2 separate regions of the Rattus norvegicus genome follow, and region 1 is linked to region 2. The links are chromatin contacts, called in public Hi-C maps. All regions are on one chromosome and are shown on one strand. The core of a region is the stretch at or near the end of the contact, and the rest is flanking DNA. Distances in the headings are between cores, read along the strand shown. Region 1 holds the start of Zfyve9 (zinc finger FYVE-type containing 9). Region 2 holds the start of Cc2d1b (coiled-coil and C2 domain containing 1B).

What was found. A called contact is a pair of places that touch in the nucleus more often than the background predicts.
Region 1: a contact with region 2 is called in a Hi-C map of mammary epithelial cells, with 2.0 times the contacts expected there. The contact joins the promoter of Zfyve9 here to the promoter of Cc2d1b in region 2. A contact is called at or near these places in 2 of 12 Hi-C or Micro-C datasets (Schwann cells and mammary epithelial cells).

What each region holds. Positions count from the first base shown.
Region 1 is chr5:128,755,784-128,761,298 of GRCr8, forward strand. It overlaps Zfyve9 (zinc finger FYVE-type containing 9), which reads right to left and starts at 2,611. Exons shown (of 19, transcript NM_001107952.1): 1 at 2,288-2,611.
Region 2 is chr5:128,579,150-128,584,557 of GRCr8, forward strand. Cc2d1b (coiled-coil and C2 domain containing 1B) reads left to right here and starts at 2,845. Exons shown (of 25, transcript NM_001270984.1): 1 at 2,845-2,977; 2 at 4,281-4,363. The coding sequence starts at 4,298. It also overlaps a transcript of Orc1 not described here.

The DNA of each region.
Region 1 (5,515 bases), core at 1,361-3,860, 180 kb after region 2:
CTGGGTGAGACACAGAAGCCCTAAGCAGAGACCTAGCTCATTTTACTCAGTTACAACACTTTTCTGACCCTGCCTTGTAACAGTTAATTAAACTTGTCCTGTTTCCACAATTAGCTAATTGCTAGCGGAAGCCTTGGTCATTTTTGTATTTCCCAGAACACCTAAGACAGAATCTGATATTAGTATTACCTAAAATTATATTTAAAAAATTTAGGGGTTGGGGATTTAGCTCAGTGGTAGAGCACTTGCCTAGCAAGCACAAGGCCCTGGGTTCAGGCCCCAGCTCCGGAAAAAAAAAAAATTTATACAATACTTTTTTGTATGCTGTTTTCTAAAAGCCTTCCAAATTAAGTATAATACCTAACTGCATTTTATAGACAATATTGACGTTTATCCACTGCCAAGATGAATAACCAGGTAGTTTTCCTTAATGTTCCCACTGCAGGCTCACCAGGTTTGTTTACTAAAACAACTGTTTTTCTATCTGCATTACAAAACCATTATCTGTTGCTATGAAAACCATCTGTAAGCCACTTAAGAGTGAAAGCTGTGCTAGAGAGAGGACACTTTTGATCACCCAAGCAAATCTCTTTTAACTTTTATCAATGATGTTCAAATTAAGAAGTACTAGAAACCAGGAAGGTTGATAAAAATCAAGATCTTTGAATTCTGAATTCAAATTGATCTACAATTCTGATTTAGGGGACCAGGGATCAAATATTTTAATCAGCACCCCAACTGATTCTAATATTGGTCTTTAGAGACACTAAGAATTTGATTTTTAAAACCTAAGTTAATGAACATACTTAATCAAACCAATGTTCTACAGTTAAAAACACACAAAATCTGACAAAGGCAAGGCTACACACACACAATGGGTGCTCAAAATTCTTCAACATGATGAACCTCCTTAGTCCTCAGGAGATTCCCACGCTCTGTAGGAAGGTTAAGTCAGGAGTCTTACAGGTAACTATGCATATTAGCTGATGGCTCTAACTCCGGTAATTAGTAACATATTTTATAAATTTTAAACAAATGCCTGACTGTAAAGTGGACCAGTCAGGTATTCTTAATTAATACCAAATAATAACAACAACAGCAATAATAATAATAATAATAAATTTTAAGTCACTATGAGTACTCTCACTGTAAACTTTGAATGACCATCAAAACATACTATGACATTACCAGTAATCTCTCTCCAGTTATTAAGTACATATTGAAAGCCAATATAGTACCTCTCTGCGTATCCAAATTTTCTAGTATATATACATATTTTCATGCCTTAAAGTTCTAGATATACATAAGTCCTTACAATAGAAAATAAAAATAACCTGTAATCATAAACAAGAAGCACGCCAATAACTGAGGTGTGATATCAAACTACAATCACTTTTTTTACATCAAAACAAATCATTTTTCTTGTACAACTGAGTTTATATCCCATTGTCGGCATGTCCTTGCTATTAGGTTAATTGGTTCGATTTAAAATTCTTCTTGCCATCCGTTCCCTATTTGAGTGGTACATTTTTGTACCAAGGACTGAGGCATTAAACAATTTCCTGTCTCTTTGAAGGTGGAAAAGACACCTTCATAAAAGATTTTTTTTTAACTGTAAGTGGTTAGCTAGGAAACTTAGCATGGCAAAAATGGGATGGGGCTTTCTCCAAGGCAGACCTCGCTCAGATGTAACATAGGGAGGAAAGGATGAGCTAGCGGCAGGTGATGAAATTTCACCTCAAAAAAGGACGCAAAAGGCTGTGTCTCCATCAAGAGAGGCGTGAATGCTACTCCTGGAGTATCTGGGGCTCCGAGTGCCCGCACTCTCTGCACCTCAATACTCACCACTCCCCACCCAGGGGTTGGCTCCGCGGGACTCAGTAAGCCGCGCAGGCAAGCCAAAGCTGTTTGCAAACAAGCCGTCCTTTGCCTCCCTCCGGGATGTGCACTCAGGGCCCTGGGAAGGAAGGCACGCACGGCCCCGCCCGGGACAAATGCGAAGGGCACCGGTGCGGCCGCCAGCCCAGTCTTCACGTACCCGGCCGCGCCGGAACCCAGGCCCAGCTAAGGGCTTCCCGGCGGCGCGGGGCCTAGTCGCCCCCCGCACGCCTTCAGTCTCCCGGGGGACCCACGGAGAAAGGGCCGAGGCCCCAGAGCTTCGGGGTGCCCGCGGTGGCTGCGGTGGCCGCGGTGGCAGGACGCTCCGTCCGCCCGACCCGAAAGCAGGCGCCAGGACCCCTGGGCGGCGCAAGCAGGCGAGCCCCGGACCGCGGCGCGCCACACTCACCGCCTCTCCATGGCCCGGGGGTCGTCACTCAGCCGAGAGCCTCCTCCACAGCAGGGCTCCGCCGCGAAGCCTCGCACTCCTGAGGGGGCTGCGGTTTCTGCGGCCGGGGACGAGGCCCAGCGCCGCTCCAGTCGCCTCAGCCACGCGGGGCTGGGGGAGCGCGGCCGGGGGCGCAGCTTACGGCGGGACGACCGAGGCGCTGCAGGCGGACGGGCTCGGCGAAGCCTCGGGCGCCGCGGTGGCCGCTTCAGCCGCCCGCGCCGCTGGGCCACAGCGCCCCCTGGACCCCACGTCCCGCTACGGCGCCGGGACTGCGGCGGCCGCACCGGGCACGAGCGGCAGGGAACGCGAGGCAACGCGGCCTGGGGGTGGCGGGGCCCGGTGCGCCTTGCGCCGCCCGCCCGCCTGCGGCCGGTGGCCCGCCCCTGACGCGGCTTCCCGGGAGCCGGAAGCTGTCGGCTCCCCCCACCCCACCCCCGTCAGACCCCAGCACCTTTTTCTTCCCTCCCGAAGGTATGTGAATGCAGAGCGGGAATGTGAGGGAATCTCGGTTCATTTCTCGCGCAGACAGGGGGTCCCTTTTAATCCCCTCAGTGCGTCAGTATGAAAGGAGAGTGACCCAGAACAAATCTCTTTTTTCTTTTTCTAAGCACATGCACAATTCCTTCCCAAAACAGATAAAGAAATAATCTTTGACCTCAACTTTTTTGGAGCTACTGTGCAGATTCACTACAGAAATTGGCTACAGAACCCCTTAACGCCTAACCTTCCCCACAAAATGGGGGGGGGGGGGAGGGGGGAAACAAAAAAAATAAACGCTGACCAAAAGAAGAGAATAACCAACGGGTTGTCCTGAAATTGATAAACAACTTAAAGGTAAGAAAAGAATCATCCTTTTACTAACTTAACCCTGGCCACCACCTCTATTATTTCTGTGCCACCCACCCCTTACCAAATCCTAGGTAAGACTCTGAAAGAAGGAAATTGTGGTTGTATTAAAGGCTATGTAGTCATTTTGTTTACAAATGCCGCCCGTTTGATCTTGCCCAGCCTCTGGGTTGCTAACAGAATGCCACAACCAAAAACAAAAGACTATCAGAAGGCAAATAGGAAAAAAGAAAAAAAAAATTAAATCCCCTGGTCCCTCAAATTCCCAAATGTGGTGTTTGTTTGTTTGGTTGGTTAGTTGGTTTTGTTTCTGGGTGCTATACTGGAACAAGCAAGGACTTCGGAGTCAGGCAGATCCTGATACCACTGGTTTCAGTTACATCATGTAGAGTTTTATGACCCTGGCAAGTTATGTAATATTTTTGAACCTCTGTTTTCTCCTGCCTGCCTAGCTGGTTGTGAAGGTTAGGGACAGAAGGACCGGCCTACAATTACAATTTTCGTTAATTCCAGAGCACCCTAACACTTAGTCATTCTTAATCTGGATATTGTTCCCATCTGTGTTTGTTTGTCCCACCTCACTCCTCCACCCCTTTTGTGTGTGTGTGTGTGTGTGTGTGTGTGTGTGTGTGTGTGAGTGTGTGTGTGTGTGTGTGTGTGTGTGTGTGTGTTCCTATCAAAAGGTCATTCTCATCATTCCTGGTCTAAGTGAAATTTCCCTGAATTTCACTAGTGCATTTATGTAACATTCTCCTCTGAAGAAGAGAACCTAATATACTGGATCCTCTGACATTCTACCGTACAGCAGATATCAAAATAGAACCAGTACATTTTTTTCTGCATAAAAAATATTATAAGCAATCTTGGCTTTACCTTAGGTTATGGCCTAATAGTAAGTAACAAGACATGAGAAAATTACATAAGAACTTCGGGAACCGTTAAAGTAATAATTGAGCAGCCACTCAGAGAAAATATAACCTAGCAGTTCTTTTTCTCATCAATGAAAGCTGTTCCTGTACAGTCCCAAGTCTGCCTTTGCCACATAATTCTGAGTCACATTAAAAAAAAAAAATCACTATCCCCTTTTTGTAACGACAGAAACCAGCTCAGAAGGTGATTCATCCTCACAACATCTCTATGAATTCAGTACCTTGGTACCACCGAAGGACATCCAACATAAAGAAAAGCTGCAAGTATACCCCATAACCATAGGGGTCTCCCATCTGATAGCAATCTTTTCTGAAGTATTAAAACATTGTTAGAGTGAGTTACTATGGATATCATTTGCTCTTTAAGATGGGGCCCTTTAATTTAGACCAGCTTGGCACCCTGACATTGGCACTGTCCTTTCCAAGCCCAGCTCACTGCCGCTGCAGAAAACCTACATTTGTTTGTGAATAGTCATGACGTCTAAGGGTGTAGCTACAGCGTGAAGATGATTCATTTGTTCCCAGGGCCGGTTTCTTCTTGCCTCACACTTTCTTCCCTTCTATGCAAACTCTTGCTGAGGGAGGCTGCTTGATAGTAGTTTGCTTAAAATCTGTTTGTCATATGCTGGCCAGATGGCTCAGTGGCTAAAGGGCCAAGCTCGGTGATCTGAGTTTTATCTCTGGAACCCATGTGATAGAAGGAGAGAACCAACTACAGGAGGCATGCATGCGCCCAGTCAGTCTCCTTTTGTCTGCTCCCGTTTCACCCACGACTGTTTCTCCTCTTGCTTCCTCATTTTACTCTCAGCTCCTGACCTGTCTCTCACCTGCCTCTTTTCTTCTACCTCAAGCCACTTCAGCTTGCAGTCAGTTGTCTTGGTCCTGCCACTCTCGGTATGCATTGATTTCCACCACTCTCCAATGACTATAAAGTATATCATACTCCCTGGTAGAAGTCCCCACTTTCATTTGTTTACCATTGACATCCTGTAGAAAGTTAATATCATAAGAATGTTTTCAAGGAAGCTTAGGATCATCTTCAATAGAATTTTCTTTGCTCTTTAAACTCCGAGTGAAGCCAGGCATGCTCTCCTCATCCACCTGTATGTATATCTGTTTATTTCAAAGGCCGAGGCAAAGGGATCACTATTGAACAGGAGTTGGGAGCCAGTGTAGGCAACATGTCAGTAGTCCCATCTCAAAATTTTAAAGCGAGGAGGGAGATATCCAGTGACGTCATCGTCTCCCAGCTGCCTAATCCAAAGTCCAGATTTAATTGTTAGCGCTCACTACTGGACAGTCAGTCACAAACCCTAACTACTTCTTGTGGTTTTTTTTTTTTTCTTTTTCTCTCTTTTCTTTTTTTCAGAGCTGGGGACCGAACCCAGGGCCTTGCGCTTGCTAGGCAAGC
Region 2 (5,408 bases), core at 1,595-4,094:
GCTCACAATGTTTATGGCAAAAGCACAAGAACTGGGGTTGGTCCAGTGGTAGAGCGCTTGCCTAGCAAGTGCAAGGCCTTGGGTTCGGTCCCCAGCTCTGGAAAGAAAAGAAGAAAAAGAAAAAAAAAAAAAAAAAAAAAGCACAAGAACCTGAGCTGGATCTAGTTTCTAGAATGTTAATTGTAGGTACAACTTCTTCTGGGAACCTCCATTGACAAAATAGAACTGTCACATGACCCAACAATATACACCCAAACAACTATATCCTGTCATAAAATTACTTCTGGCCATCAACAGATTTGTCTGTAAAGAAAAATGAAATTAGGAAGTCTGCAGGAAAATGGATGGATCTATAAAATACATTGTGATAATACTGCACGTTGTCTCGTGGACGCCAGCTTTTAAATTATTTACTCATCACACAGTGAAACTCTCAAAACAAGGACAACTCCCAAAACAAAGAACTTTGCCAACACAAACAACCCACCACTTGGAGAGTGGGATGTGGCTCAGTGACTAACAGTGCTTGCTCTCTAAGCATAACGGCATGTTTGAACCCCCAGAACCTACACAAAAAGCTAGACATACAGGGACTGAGGAGATGACTCAGTGGTTAAAGATACTTGTAGCTCTTGCAGAGGACCCAGGTTAGATTCCCAGCACCCATGTGGCAGCCTACTACCATCTTTAACTCTGGTCTCAGGGGATCTGATTCCTCATGGCTTCCATGGACACTGCACATATATGATGTACTTTCATAAATGCAACAAAACGCTTGGAAACGCACACACCATATACACACAAATAAAAGCAGAAAACAAAAACGGAGGCTGCAGAGATGGTTCAGCACATGGGGTAGCTCACAAGACACTAATACTGTTTGTTAGTTTCCTTGACACAGGGATTCTCTGTATAGCCTTGTCTATCCTAGAACTCCCTCTGAAGACCAGGCTGGCCTTGACCTCCATCTTTTTGTTTTTTAATATGAATTTAAAAGGAGGGGGATCTGATGCCCTCTTCTGGCGTGCAGGTGTACAGGCAGACAGGGCACATTTCAAAAAAAACAAAAAATAGAGCTGGGCGATATTGCATGAGTTTGTGACCCCAGCATTGGGAAGAGGAGACTGGGGAATTCCAGAGCTCGCTGATCAGCAAGACTAAGCTCAAACAGCCTCTAGTTCAGTGAGAGATCTTGTCTCAAGGAAATGAGGTGGAGTATGGACCGTGGAAGATGAAAACACAAGGCCCTCCATGCGCGTCATACACATAGGCAACATACAGTCATGAATACAACCCCAAACCCATTTCTTTATCCTCTGAACAAGAAAAATAGCCTCTGGGAAAACTCTGTGTAGAGACCTAAGAAAACAGTGTAAAGTTTACTTCAGCACATAATTTGGCACAAAGGTGATTCTTTGCCATTATCTGCTTGCATTTGGAGAGTTTTCTTCTGCACTGGTCCCTCTGGTCACTATCCTCTCTTATCCCTCCTGACTCTATTATTATACACTGTCTTCTACATTATTCTCCATTCTCATTTGAGCCTGTGTGGGGCCAGCGTGAGTGTCCTGTAAGAGGACAGATACTCATTGAGAAGGAACTGTTGCAGAATGGGAGATAGGAGTCGGTGGCCACACCTCGTGTAATTTACTAGAACTAGGAGGTGGTTCCACCGCTAGCAGCTCAGCAGGCCCATGGGTGTGATGCCTGCGCTGTATAGATGCAGGCAGGACTACAAGTTCCATGTCATCGTTCATTACAAATCAAATGTGAGGTCAGGTTTGAGCACATGAGACTGTTTCAAACAAACCAGCCAGGTGGTGGTGGTGGTGCACTCCTTTAATCCCAGGAGTGGATTTTATACTCAGGAAGTAGAGGCAGGTATGTCTCAGTGAGTTCAAGGCCAGCCTGGTCTACAAAGCAAATTCTACAACAGCCAGGACTGTTACAGAGAAACCCTGTCTTGAAAAAACAAAACAAAAGACAAACAAATGAAAAACCCCAAACCTATAGGAATTAATGTCTACTGTGTATTATTGGTGTGGGTTGATTTGAATGTCAGAGTGCAGTCAGGCCTGCATCTGTGTAGGGTCAGAGGACGACAATTGGGAGTTACCTTACTGAGGCAGTTTGTTTACCAGACCGAGTTGTCACTATGTTGCCTAGAACCAGACCAGGCTGCCTCTGCCTCCCGAGCGCTCTGACGTAACGCATGCACCACCATGGGGGTTGCACAACTCTTCTTTCAATTAGAACTGAAGCCTGCAGTCTCTCCATGAAGTGAGACTGTGCATGTGACGTGGGGAATCTTGGGGTTCGGTCCACCTGCGGGTCAGTTCCATCAATTCCGATATATCAGGGCTCCTTGAGGTAGAGGCGGCCCTTCAGCCTGCATCGATGCTCTTGTCTCAGTTAGAGAGCTTTGGTTCCTCTAAACTCAAGCTTTGTTCTGCCCTCTGACTAGAAAAGAGCTCTATTTCCCGGAGAGCTAATTTTCCGAGCCTAGGATGCACAGAATGGGCAGCGAGGAAGCCGCATCCTCCAGGATCTCCATACAGGGACTCGGCCCGGCTACCTTGTGGTACCCATTAGGAAGCGGAAGCCTCGCGGCGAGCGAAGAGAGCTAGGGAGGAGGCCTCTCGAAGAAACTACGTCAGGGTGGGGAACGCCTACCGTGTGTGAAGGGCGCAAGACGCCAAACCTCACAACGCCGCCGTCAGCCAGTATCGCGTTACCTGCTGGAAGTGTCTGCTCACAGCCAGCCCCACCCAAGGCGTCACCTGTGGGCGCGCCCCGCCCGCTTCCCCGCGCACATGCGCACTGCAGGCAGCTGGCTGTGTTGTCACGTGCCGGGCGAGAGCCACCGCCTCCTGGGCGGGTGCTTCCTGTGGCTGTCTCCGCCGCCGCCCGGGGGCCGCGGGAAGCTAGGCGGTTCCGGGCTCGAGAAGGCCCGGTTTTGGTTCGGGTCCGCCGCGAGGTATGCCACGTGCCCGCTTCCGGGCGTGTGGAGTCTGGGGGCGGCCGGGGAGATAGAGGCGGCTTGGGTCGGGCCGGGCCGAGCCTGGCAGCGGGAGGAGGCGCGGGTGTGGGGAGCCCGGCGTCGCCTCTCCTGAGCCCCGACCGGCCTGCGGCAGCGGAGTATCTCATTCTCCTGAGCGCCTTCACTCCCGCACCCCATCCCGGCTGACGCTTCGCTGTTGACTGCTGTCGAAATCTGACACTTGGAGTGGCAGACGCCTGTGTGTTCACACCAGGAAACCTTGCAGCCTTGTTGGTCCCAGCTCCAGACGCGGGATCGTGTCTGCTTCTTAATCCCCACGCCACCTCACGCTCCTCCATAGATTTGCAAGATGCTCAGGGCTGTGGTTTCCCGCCGTATATGATCTCCCACTTCCCTGTGCACCTTCTGCAGCAACCCATCATGCTTCACACTGCTGTCAGGGTAACGCCTAAGTACCTTTAAAGCCTTAAAGGTGTTTCTCTTTCTCCCCTGGTTCATGCCCTCATTTCTAGCCTTGCAGTTTGGTTTATGCCTCAGTGATGCCGGGCGTTTTTCCCTTGTATAGGCCAAGCCATTTCTCACCTCAGAACTGGTATCAGTTCGATTAATTTGCTTGGAATTTTGCTCGTCCCCAGTGCCCAAACTTCATGACTCAGCACAGACCTCATCCTTCCTTAGATGCCTTTTCTAGGTCCTCGATAAGGGGCAACCTCTCACATCCATGGTCTTTGCAGCTACTCTGTGGTGGTTGTCTGCCCATGGGTCTGTTTCCTTGAAGCCTGAGGTAGAAGCAAATGAGTTTCTTCCGGTGCTGGGCAGGCTGTGCTACACTACCCGTTGACCACTTGTGACATCTTTCAGAGGGTCTGAATGCTGAATCAGGTGTAGAGTGTCCAAGGAAACTGATGATGAAAGCGACCTATGTCCGTGCTGCCTAGTGGTGCTCTTTAGTGAGGTTTAGCTACAGTACTTGAAACTTACCTGGTATGACTGAGGAACTGAATTTTTAACTTAAATGTAAATAGACACATTATTCGCAGGACAAACGGCACTTCTTTTAATAGCCTTTCCAAACCATTGTATGCTTCCGTAAATCTGCCTTCCATGGGCACCAGTCACTTCAGAAATTGTACACCCCCGCCCCCATATCCCTCTGTTGACAGTGGTCCCCTGCCTCCCATCCACCGCCTCTCCTCTCCCACGGGAATAAACCCCCTAACCACGGGTTCCATTTCATCATCTACTCCGGTCTGAGTCTCTTCAACTTTACACCTGATAGGTATCTAGCCTGCCAAGATGCCAGGGCCAAGACCTCGGAAGGGCCCTAAGACCAGTGGCCAGGGTGCCGAAACTGCCAAGCAGGTATGAACATGGCCTCCTTCACCCCTTGGTCACGTGGAGTAGGGATCTCTAGACTTTTGTGGCTAAAGAAATGGCTCAGTGGTTAAGAGTGTTTGCTGCCACTGCAACTGGAGTTCTAGGGGATCCAACACCTTCTTTCAGCCTCCATGGGTACCATAGCCACATGGTATACATACATACATATGGGCAAAACCGTCATACACATTTAAAAAAAAAACCCTTAAAAACAAACCAGAACAAATAAAAAAATCAGTTAAGGTTGGGTTGGGAAAAAGGGCATGGATGCCATGAAAACCGTACTTTTAATTACTCTAGTTTGTCTGTCACTCAGGAGGTTACAGCTGTGACTGAACACCAGGGTAAAGTAGTACCTACGTCTGCCCATACAAATGACTGTTATGTTGACATAGACATAGAAAATAAAGTAGAAAAAGGGGACGATGGGCTAGTGCTTCCTAGGCACACAGTCGGGTTTGCACATGGATTCTGAGTGGATTGGAGTGATGGTTGCAAAACAATGGGAATGTATAATGTTCCTTAGCTGCACACTTGAACATAGGATGGTAGAGTTCATGCTGTGTTTACTACAATTAAATAAATCTGGGGGACTGGAGAGATGGTTTAGCGGTTAAGAGCACTGGCTGCTCTTCCAGAGAACCCATATGGTAGCTTACAACCATCTGTAAATACAGGTGCAGGGGAATCTAACACCCTCACACAGACATACTTGCAGACAAAACACCATGCACATAAAATAAAAATAAATCATTTTAAAAATTAAATGTGGTACCTAATCCCAGCACTAAGGAGGCAGAAGCAGGAGGATTGTGAGTTCAAGGCCAGCTTAGGTTATACAATGAAAGCACTTCTCAAATTACTCCTTCTTCCCCCACAAAGATTAGGTGTGTATATGGTAGAATCTTTGAAGGTGGTGAGAGTTAACTAATGTAATCCTGGATAATGTGAAGTGTCGTGCCCAGCTGCTGCTGTCTTGTTAGTTATGATAGTGATACTGTAGTCTTACTGGTTTCTTTAAAGAACTCTC